Linked DNA regions of Zea mays: region 2 is linked to region 1. The links are chromatin contacts, called in public Hi-C maps. All regions are on one chromosome and are shown on one strand. The core of a region is the stretch at or near the end of the contact, and the rest is flanking DNA. Distances in the headings are between cores, read along the strand shown.

Region 1 (5,286 bases), core at 1,576-4,075:
GGGGCCCATATATAAGACAACAGCTGTACAGTAATACAATAAGTATATATTGGCATCTAAAGAAGAAAAAAAAGCGAGAGAAGTAACAAGGACATCGCATATTCACACGACAGCATAGGAGTACGTTCCCGTACGCAGGGAAGCAGGCGCACTGGGCACACGCTGTGCGGCGCGCGGCAGGCATGGATGGCAGGGCTCACATGCATGCATGCGCGCGCGGCGCCGCGCACAGGGGGAGGTCAGGTGTGGAGTGGAGGTGTCTCCGTCCCCTGACCACGCCGACCACGGGGACGGGAGCGGCCCTGCTGCCTTTGCCCTTTTCCCTTTTGCCCACCCGGCGGCCGGCCAGCTCCACCATCGCAACGATCGACAGCCCTTTTCCGCCCCCATGCCGAGCTCCGTCCTGCTCCTGAAACGTAGGCGCAGGCGCGCAGCACAACACACACAGCACTTGAACAGACGCCCGTGTCCCGCCCGTCCTCGGATTCGCTCGCACCGCCCCCCTCTCGGCTCCACGCACGCACGCCGCCGTCCGCGCGCGGGGCCGGGCATCTCCCAAGCCTGGCGCGCACACACGCGGCGCGCGGCATCGGCACGGGCTCTCCACATCGAGGAGGAGAAAGAAAAAGGCGATACCAGCGCATGCACAGACGCCGGGAGCGACGCGCGGGCACGGACTTTGGCGGCCCGGTGGCGGAAAAGCGCGCTCGCGCGAGGCGAGGCCAGGCCACCTGCGTGCATTTCGTTGCGTTGCGTGACGGAGCCCTGGTCACTCCTGACCCGGCCGCGGCGGCAGACACCAGCGGACCACCAGCCAGCGGGCGCGGTCACGTACCGTCGCTGTGCCACACAGCTAGCGGCTAGTACAGGCTAGCCACGCGCGGCCACAGCCCGCAGGCAAGCCATGTTGGCCGCCTCGGGATTTGTGGGGAGAAGGATCTGTCTCGGGGAGCCTCTGCGTTTACTGCCTGTCTTATTCGCCTTGTGTGACTGCCGCCCCGCCGCATGTTGGCGCGAACGTCTTTTCATGCCGGCGCCAGTGAGGGAGGGGGGTGGCCGCATCTCTGAAACGTCGTTTTTTTGGCTTTTGGACGACCGGCCGGGAAGGGGCGATGGGGCTTTGGCGACTCCTGTGACTGTTGTTTGCCTGCAGCGCAGTGGTTGCTTCATTCTTTGCCTTGGAAACCACCACTTCACGGTGGTCTACTTTGGCTATGCCTAGTAGCCACCAAAGCAGCCGGAACGGTGGTAAACTTGTGCTGCTGTCTGTGGTAACTTTTTTGAACGCTGGGGCAAGTGCCATCGTTTCCCTTTTGCGAGTGCGCTAGAAAGAAGAACAGGCAGAGGAACTCGCCTTCTGATTCTCAGTTCGCATCTCGCAACCACGGAGCAAAAAATGAAGAAGAGCGCACACCAGATCTGTGCTGTGTGCGCTCTGTTCTGAATCTGAGTGTATGAGATTTGCTTGATGGGGAGAGTAGCGCCGTTTTAAACAGTCTGCACTCGTAGGGAGCACGCTATCCAACGACCTGATATAAGAATCGATCGAGCTGGACAGATAGTGCCTGTTTAATAGAATAGCGTGGCCAGAATTTAACCTGGCTAGGTCTTCTAGCAAGCCTGGCTGAATTGTTGATTGGTTGAGCTCGCCAGACCACGTTTTACGGAGATCCGGTTTTGTCGAACTGTGTCACGTCTTTTTTTTAAAGAAAGGGAGTGTCTACTGTTTGAAGAAAAAGTGATTACCATTGCAATTATACCAAATATTAGTACAGTTTTTCATCGATTTTGTTGGGACGAAAGCCAAACTAGACCTCGATCACCCCCGAGAACCACGCGTCTAACTCTATCTGCGAATGCAGGAGTCATGCACCACTCATGTAGGAGCGAAGATTGCGTCGTTCGCGGATGGTGGCGAGTGGAAGATGATGACTCCAGGATCGTAGGGGCTTCGTCTGGACGGTGTGGAGTACAAAGGCTCCCCTCGCTGAGACATGAAGACCGGGGTTTAACGCCTTCAAAGGCGTCAAGGTCCCCGAGGGCTACTATCAACGACTTCACCTAGAACAAGCTGTAGTCTCGGCAACAAAGACATCAAAAGACATGAAGGATTCTAGCTTCCTGCATCACGACTCTGAGAGGCAGCTGTGAAGGCACCATGGGTCCATGGGGAAGGCCTAGAACGAGGCTCCCTAGGACCCAATTGTAAAGCCCAAAATTTGGTAGAAGAAATCTGAGCAAAGTACCCTTAATAAATAATTAGACTTTATAACTCACCCTTTTAAAGGTAAATGCTCATAATAAGATAATGATAGTTAAAATAAATCATAATAAAGATTAGTTCTTAAAATAAAAACCTCCAAAGGGTGCAATGTATATTAAAGAACATTTATTTGAATAAATAAAACAATAAATAAATAGTTAAATAAAGTTGCATCATGCTAGATATCTTGATGGTAAATTTTGACCCTAAGTTGAAATTAACTCACAAGTGTATCACACATCCAAAAAAATACTATAAGAAATGTTATATGATTCAATTTTGCAACATTTGACTAAATATATTAATAAGGGAATATATTTAAAATAATTGCATCCATGCTATCATTTTTTGATTGAACATTTGATCACGAGATTAAAATTCACAACAAATTTGAATTAGAAATTGGAAATGAATTAAAAGGGAAAGAAAAGAAAAAAATAAAAAAAAACAGAAAAGGAAACTGGCTAATTGGCTGGATGTGACCATTTTGGCCCACTCGCCCGCGCTGCTCTCACCGTCTCACTGGCTCGCGGGACCCACTTGCCGGAACTGTGCTCATGCCGCGCGCGCATAGGAACCGTTACCCTTTCACCGACAGGTGGGCCCATCTGCTCAGCTTCATCAACAAGCTCGCTGAAGAAGCGCGGTCTGGTGCGATCTCGCCAGGATCCGTTGACCAGCTTCGGGACGAGCTCGACCCTTGGGGTATAAGAAAAATGCTCCCACCAGACGTACCTCACCTCCATCATCCGAGCCAAAAGTCCCTACATCACCAAAACCGAGGAACGCGCTTGGCGCTATCGCCACATCCGGGGAGGATAACCTCCGCCGTTGGGGGAATCCCGGACCACCAGAGTCAGGCACACGATTTTGGATCCGAGGCCTTCGCCGGGGCGCGCTTGGGGTTGCTGGGGACCTCATCGGGCGCAGGCGGTGGTGTTGGCCCTCTGGATTGCTCGTCGGCGACAAGAGATCCCGCGGGGGCACGTTTCTCCGCCTTGCGCCATGAACCGCGCGTCCGTCACCATAATCCGAGGTATGATTGTCGCCTATGCATTCGCCTGGGTCGCCTCTAGGGGTAGGACCATTTCGGGTCAAGTAATTGTCAGGGGGAGTGCGGATTAACTGGGCGCCGGTGAACGTCCGCCGTGGTGCGGGGCGGCGCCGCCGCGTGCGGCAGTGAGATGGGAGAGAAAGCGGTGGGCTGTCGATTTTCTGGTGGATGGCTGCGATTTGAAGCCGTGTGAGCCGTGGGATGTGGGGTGTGCGACGGTGATCAGATCCCTGGCATACCCGTTGGGAGGATTGATCTGAGCCATTGACTGAGATCAAACGGATATTAGATCTGGATCCATTAAAATCTGACAGTTGAGTTTTGATCCGATGGACATTAGGTCGTAGCGGTTCGTTATGAAGTGGATCTAATCTGGGCCGCAATGTTAGATCTGATGGCTGTGACGCAACGATACCCCTTCGGCTACGTAGTTTTACATAAGAACTCCTGATGAATTACAGAATAAACCCGCCGTCCATCTCGGTGGTAGCCTGAGTCTGCTGAAGTTTTATAGTATAGCCCCTATACTTCTCTGATTTTGGTGCGCAGTCCAGATAAATTATAAAACAGAGAAATACATCTAGAAAAAGATTTATAATACAAAATTAATTCCAATAACTTGTTTAATCCCTAGAAAATTCATATTAAGTTCAAATTGACCCATTTCAGTTTCTATAATTTTATAAAATTATTGTTTATCTATTAGTGCCACTGTTTTGACATGAAAGTTACATTAAAATTAATATCCTATTTAATCTTATATCAAACACATAAAATCCTTAGAAATTCATAACTCATCCGTTTTAACTCCGATTTGATCCGTTCAAGTTGCGTTAGTCTCGTATAAATATTTACTATGCAATAACAACACTTATTATACCATGTCTCATTCTTTTATAATTAGGTCTTTATTTAACCTATGTTGGTTAGTCTTGTTAATCTACTTACCATTGTAATATACTAAAATATGATCTAAGATCAATTTATAATTTGGATTAAAGTGTAGATAGTTATTTAGAGAATAACCTCTCATATGATTTATATTAACCAATTTATGATATAGTTTAATATTTTAATCATATAAATCTTTTATAAAATCATAAATCCTTAACCGTAACTCTGATTTTAGTGGTTCTCGTTCCCACGATCTCGTAGCAACGTGTAGATCATTATTATGTAGTATGTTCTTATGTTTGGTGTGATGTTAATTTTTTTCTATACCATGTCTGTTTGTATTGCTACAACTAGCAGTGCGGTCACGAGGATCTGAAGAATCACCCTGGTAACTGGAATCTCAAGTGCCAGGCAAGTTGTGTCCTTGATCCACTTTTGTTACCCAATAATATTCTTTATTATCATTATTCAATGCATAGGTTTAATTTTGATGGGACCCAATAGGTCACCCTAGTCTGTTTATCCTGTTTACCTTGTTTATCCCTGATTCACCTGGGTAGTTATGCTATTGCATTATATGGTTTTGGGTTAATATTTCATTATATCCATGTTCTAATTATGTTGTTATTTTTATGTTCATGTCAATATCATTATCTTTAATTGGAACATGGAGCTTAACTTGAGAAACACGTGCCACCACAAGGGTAGAATGAGACGCCCTTGGCTGACTAATTAGGAAAGCTAGTGGAAGACTACTGTCGGTACCCTAAATCAGGGGTACCCTCTTCTACAGCATGAAGACGCCGCACCCATGCGATGTTCCCTAGCCACGCAGGGAACGATGCCTGACCTCACCGCATGGGCAGACCAAAGGGCGCCACGTGGCAAAGAGAGACAACACATCTCAGTAAGTCCGGGCTCCCACAGAGGGACACCGGACCCCTATACATATAAGTCCGGAACCCCCGGGAGGTCCGAAACCTAGCAGGGTCCCAGAACGAGGAGAACCCTGGTATGAGCAAGGGTCCGATGCTGACACATGTCTGGGCCTTGCCCTTCACGTCCTGCTCAGGCG
Region 2 (5,286 bases), core at 1,214-3,713, 220 kb after region 1:
TTCCCTTCGGCCCTTCTAGCAGCCTCTTGACTCCCATGGACAGCTATGGGACCTTGGTCTGATGGTATCTTCATGCATAGATATGTTGGATGAAGTATTGCTTTGAAAGCATTTAATGTTCCTCGCCCAATGATTGCATTGTAAGGATACTCCATATCAACAATATCAAAGACAGCTTGTTCTGTTCTTGTATTATGAACATAACCGAAGGTAATCAGCATAGTTATCTTGCCAAGTGCCACTATCTGCCTTTCTCTGAAGCCACAGAGGGGGTGTGTTGCATCATGTATCTTGTCATCCTGCCCCTGCATCTGCCTGAAAGCTTTTGCAAAGATGATATCTGCTGCACTGCTTGTGTCTACAAGGACATTGTGAACCAGAAACCCCTTGATGACACAAGATATAACCAATGCATCATTGTGAGGATAATCCTTGAGCTGAAGGTCCTCCTGGGAGAAGGTGATTGGTATATGAGACCACTTGGACTTGATGAAGGGTCCTTGGATTCCAACATGGTGTACCCTTCTCTGTGCTTCCTTCTTCTACTTCTTGTTGGCTGGTTCAGAACTTGAGCCGCATGTGATCGGGAGCACCAGCTTCGTGGCCAAAGGTGCCACAGCTTGGTTGCCTTGCGAAGCCATTTGTCGCAGTCGTGGGAGTGAGTTCACCGGAGTTGGGCGCCAATGTTGGTCACTTGTTCTCAAATGTTGTAGATCAAGAACAAGGCAACACAATTGTTAATTATTATGGACCTTCGTCTTCCGAAACATTATTTCCATATGAGTATAATGCTCATCTGACGAAGGTCAAGAAGGACATACCTTCATTATTTAATATGTAAATGTGAATGCAAAAGGATGAAGACAGTAACTGCATATCATTAATTCATACATATTTGCATTTCATAAAACATGTATGAATATTAATAGTATTAATATTACATTGATACCTTCAGCTTGCTCGAAGGTGAAGACGCGAGAGAGTGATTACCATCTAGCGTGAACAGTACGGTATTACTGTTCACCTATTTATAGGCACGAGACGCTGCCCGGTAAAATTACATTCATGACCCTTAACATTTATCTACAGACATCCTAAAATACTAAGGTCTATCTGGTCTTTTCTTCTTCTGCTTGACTTGAACCGAAGCTGATGGTAGCTTTGGCATTTGGCAATATTGCTTCTACGCAAGGACTTCGTCTTAAGAACCTTCAATAGATGAAAAGAGGACCTCTGTATCACTTTGCCGAAGATGTTGCCTTGAGGACCTTCGGCGGAGAAGAAGATCCCCAACATTATACAAACGCTAAAGAGTTATAGAACGTTATAGAAGCCGAATATGACAACACAAATGTTGGAGCGACTGTACATCATGGAGCAGTATCATGACTACAAGATGACTGATTGAAAATCTGTAGTCGAGCAGTTTCATGAGATACAATGCATGACAAACGAGCTTGATCAGCTAAAGATCAACCTATTCGATAAGTTTGTGGCATTATTGCTAAATTGCCTCATTCATGGAGGGATTTCGCCACAACTCTCAAACACAAGAGTGGGGGCAACAGAGACGGAGACAACGGTGGGGCGGGCATGGCATGAGCCTCCCCTACCATTGTGGAGTCCATAGAGCCCCACTAAAGTCTTTATTAAAGTTTTAAATGTACACAATGTATATAGAAGGAGCTCATATACTATATCAGTTTAGTTTAGTCACTTTTAGAGCTGATTTAATGGACAAAGAAAGAAATAACAGGGCGTTTGGATCCATTCATTTTGGAGAAATTGGAATTTACTTAATAAAGTAACCTACTTAGCTTGGAATTTGACATTCCACCACTTTCTAAAGTTCGTATATAAGCCTATATCAAATTCATGAGGTAGAGGATGAGAAATGATTTTATGTACAGTAGAATTTGTTTCTACTCTGCAACTTATATGACGCTCTTTGATTCACATTTCTATAGTAAAAATGTATTACATAAATATATCTGGCATCTTGCTAATAATAGTATATAAATATATTTTGTATAAAATCAAATTAGCTTAATTGATATATGCCTAAATTATTATTATTAAAATAGAATGCAATTCTAAGGATTCAAACGAGATGTAAAGAAAATCTATGGGAAAGAATCCTCTTACTATTTAAATAGCAGGGGATTGGATATCTTTCATTTTCCTGTTCACTAAACCCGTCTGCAGCTGAGAGCTACCTGATTTTTTTCCAGCTAGAGCAAGAACGCGTTTTCCATTTTTTTAAGCCGTCGCGTCGGCTCGGTTACTGCTATCATTGCCACAGTGCCGCGGCCCACGCGGTGAAAACGGAAACCAAACTAACCAAAATCCCCCACCCGCCGCGCTTGCTGTCGTTCCCGTGCGGCCGTGTCCCCCTTCCTTTCCTGTTTTCCCCTCCTCTTCCTTCCCCCCCCCCCCCCCCCCCCCCCCCCCCCCCCCCCCACTGCTCTCTCTCGCCCCAAAACCAGATCGCCACGACAAGGGCAGAGGGCCCCGGAGGGGCGCGTAGCAATGGCGGCAGGCTACCGGGCCGAGGACGATTACGATTACCTCTTCAAGGTGGTCCTGATCGGCGACTCCGGCGTCGGCAAGTCCAACTTGCTCTCACGCTTCACGCGCAACGAGTTCAGCCTCGAGTCCAAGTCCACCATCGGCGTCGAGTTCGCCACCCGCTCTCTCCAGGTCGACGGCAAGGTCGTCAAGGCCCAGATTTGGGACACCGCCGGCCAGGAACGGTACGTTTCGTTTCAGCTCGCTCCAGCTCGTCTCGCCTCTCTTCTCTCCCCGCCGCTGCCGCGGCAGCTGGTAGTAGATCTGATTTGCGTCTCGGTTCGGCTGCTGCTAGCGTGCGTATCCTCGTTGTCACCGTTAAGATTGGGCTCTCGCTTTGGATCTCGCTGCCGAATTGCGTTGCGTGCTGCTGTTGATTACCATTTGTAGGGTTTGGTGCATTTTCATTTCAGGATCCGATACTGGAACACGCGAATCAGCATGCAGGCATCCTATTGTTGACTAGAGTTGTAGGATGACGATGATAGGATATTCTTCTATTGCACAAACGTTTTTTTATACTGCCTGGAGCTTGGTTTCGAGTACGCAGCAGTGCAGCAGGTGGCGTGGACTGAATAAGACTTTCTGAAGGTTAGTAGGTTTCTTTGTTTTGACTCACGTTGATCATTTAGCCTGGGAGGAGCAGATCGGCCATTTTTCCTTTCTCTTGTTTGCATGCAGACTTCCTGCCCAGTTCAGTTAATTTAGTAGTCAAAACCGTAAAATGCACACAATGCAATATATAGCTATATTTTGTACACTTATTGTTTTCTAAAATTTAATCGTCTTGGACCCTGCTATAAATAGGTATTTATGTCAAAAACAGGTTTATCGAACATGGTCACCTCAAATTAGAACTGATGCTTATGAAATTGATTTTTGCACTCTTACACTTAGCCCATAAGTTTGGCTATTCGTCTTGTTCTACTGCACTGAATTTCTGAGGAGTGAAGAGTCTTCACTCCATTTTTCTTTTCTTCATTCCACCATTTTGTAAACTTCTTGTTAGCTTGTTCTGCCAGTTATTTAGATGGACATGTCTATGATTGGGACCAATCATTGTGATTGGGATTTTTTGTCATTTGTTTACATACTTGCAGTGATTCTTTGTTTTATATGCTGATCATGTATCCATGTCATCTATATTACTGTCTCAATTGTTTACAAAAAATGATGCTTCAAGATGTGATGCACCAGCACCTTGTATTATCGATAAATTTTCTTCTTCAAGAGTGTTAAGGAAATGACCTGCCACAATTTGTATTAACTAGTGCTTGTTAGTGACATAATTATTTAAGACAAAACTCCAATAGAAAAGGCTGCCAAAATAACACCTAATCTTTGAAGAATGGCTGAATTGATTAAGGCAAAACAAAGATATACTAATTGCTTAAACTAATGGACTTTACAATAATGTCTGAGCACCTTTCTAGGTTTTTGTTGTATTTATGTGCCATGGAACTAGATTTTTCAAGCTTGGGTGTGATGGGGATTCTAAGGGGCAGGTGGGTTCTGTGTAAGAAGTCTAGACAACTTTGTAGAGCAATTTTGGTGGCATTTTGTTAATGCAACAAAAACTAATTAGCACAAATGAGGAGTCCATGCAAAGTACATCGAAGTGATTTGACACTTGTGATCATGGAAGAACTAGGGCTAGAAATCAAGCCAACACAAGTGGAGGCTTGTTTTGCTGACAAATGCTAGCTCATTCGAGCTAACGAGCTAGCTCGTTAACAAATCGAGCTGAGATGCTAGCTCAACTAGTGACAAAATTGAAATGAGCCGAGCCGACCACGAGCCGAGCGAGCTGACGAGCCACGAGTATTTTGTCCAGCCCTAGACGCCTGTGGTTAACATTGTGCACTGCTGCATGTGACTTGTTCATATTGAAGCACTAGAGTCTTGGGTTGGTTCCAGCCCTTCTGGGTTATCTATCGGCACATCAGCTATCGACCAATCTATACCGACCATTGTTCGCCCTTATCTACCACTCTATGGCAACATCCTTTACCATCAATCTACATCCACCTCATCGCCACATCAACTTTTCTTCTATAGTTTTTTAGTTGAAATGAAACATTGTGATTTACTCTAGTTCAAATACATTTGTTTACATAATTAAGTAAATGAAATAACATAATTTGAGACAACAATTTAAAATTACATGGCTCAAGCATAATAATAATAGATACATGAAACTACATAACTTAAACATTAAAACAAAAAATCATAAATACAATCTAATTATAGATTAAATTTCAAGTTTTTTTCAATTCAAATGGTTAAAAAATAGCTAGCTGACTTGACGCAGGCATATATCAATCAGAACACACCATGTTACTAAAGGCGGACGTTACCGAGTACCGACCGGTTCGGTCCCAACACAGGTACCAACTTGTTAAGGTGGATGGCAGCACCACCGACCAGACGGTCCAACCGACCCGCACTGGAACCGTGGTGGTCGGTAGCGTCCGTGTGTCAGGGGTTGGTAGTGCCCTGGGCTGGAACCCGCCTTAGCACGAATTGTACAGGATCTGACAGGTGCACATAGAAAGTCTGCAGCTTTGCATGTAGCAATGAAAACAAGGGTCTATTCAAACAACAATGGCTAATCGTAGTCAAGAATTGTATTACTACCTCCGTTCTCGAATATTTGTCGCCGGCTAGTTCATTTTTGAACTAAAACGCGACAAATAAAAAAGAACGGAGGGAATATTT

Evidence for each region. Hi-C and Micro-C count contacts between places; a contact is called where the count stands out from the background.
Region 2: a contact with region 1 is called in a Hi-C map of ear, with 3 times the contacts expected there. The contact joins the promoter of LOC100283582 here to the enhancer-like site in region 1. A contact is called at or near these places in 3 of 25 Hi-C or Micro-C datasets (ear, endosperm and tassel).

What each region holds. Positions count from the first base shown.
Region 1 is chr9:81,742,181-81,747,466 of Zm-B73-REFERENCE-NAM-5.0, forward strand. No RefSeq gene overlaps it. Among protein-coding and RNA genes, the nearest start is that of LOC100216929, 84 kb to the left of the region's middle. Within about 2 kb of position 2,826, at least 19 of the 20 cell types and tissues checked have an H3K27ac peak or open chromatin away from gene starts, as enhancers often do. A contact at or near this core is called in ear and tassel, where this site is marked.
Region 2 is chr9:81,960,748-81,966,033 of Zm-B73-REFERENCE-NAM-5.0, forward strand. LOC100283582 reads left to right here and starts at 2,464. Exons shown (of 2, transcript NM_001369294.1): 1 at 2,464-2,753. The coding sequence starts at 2,530.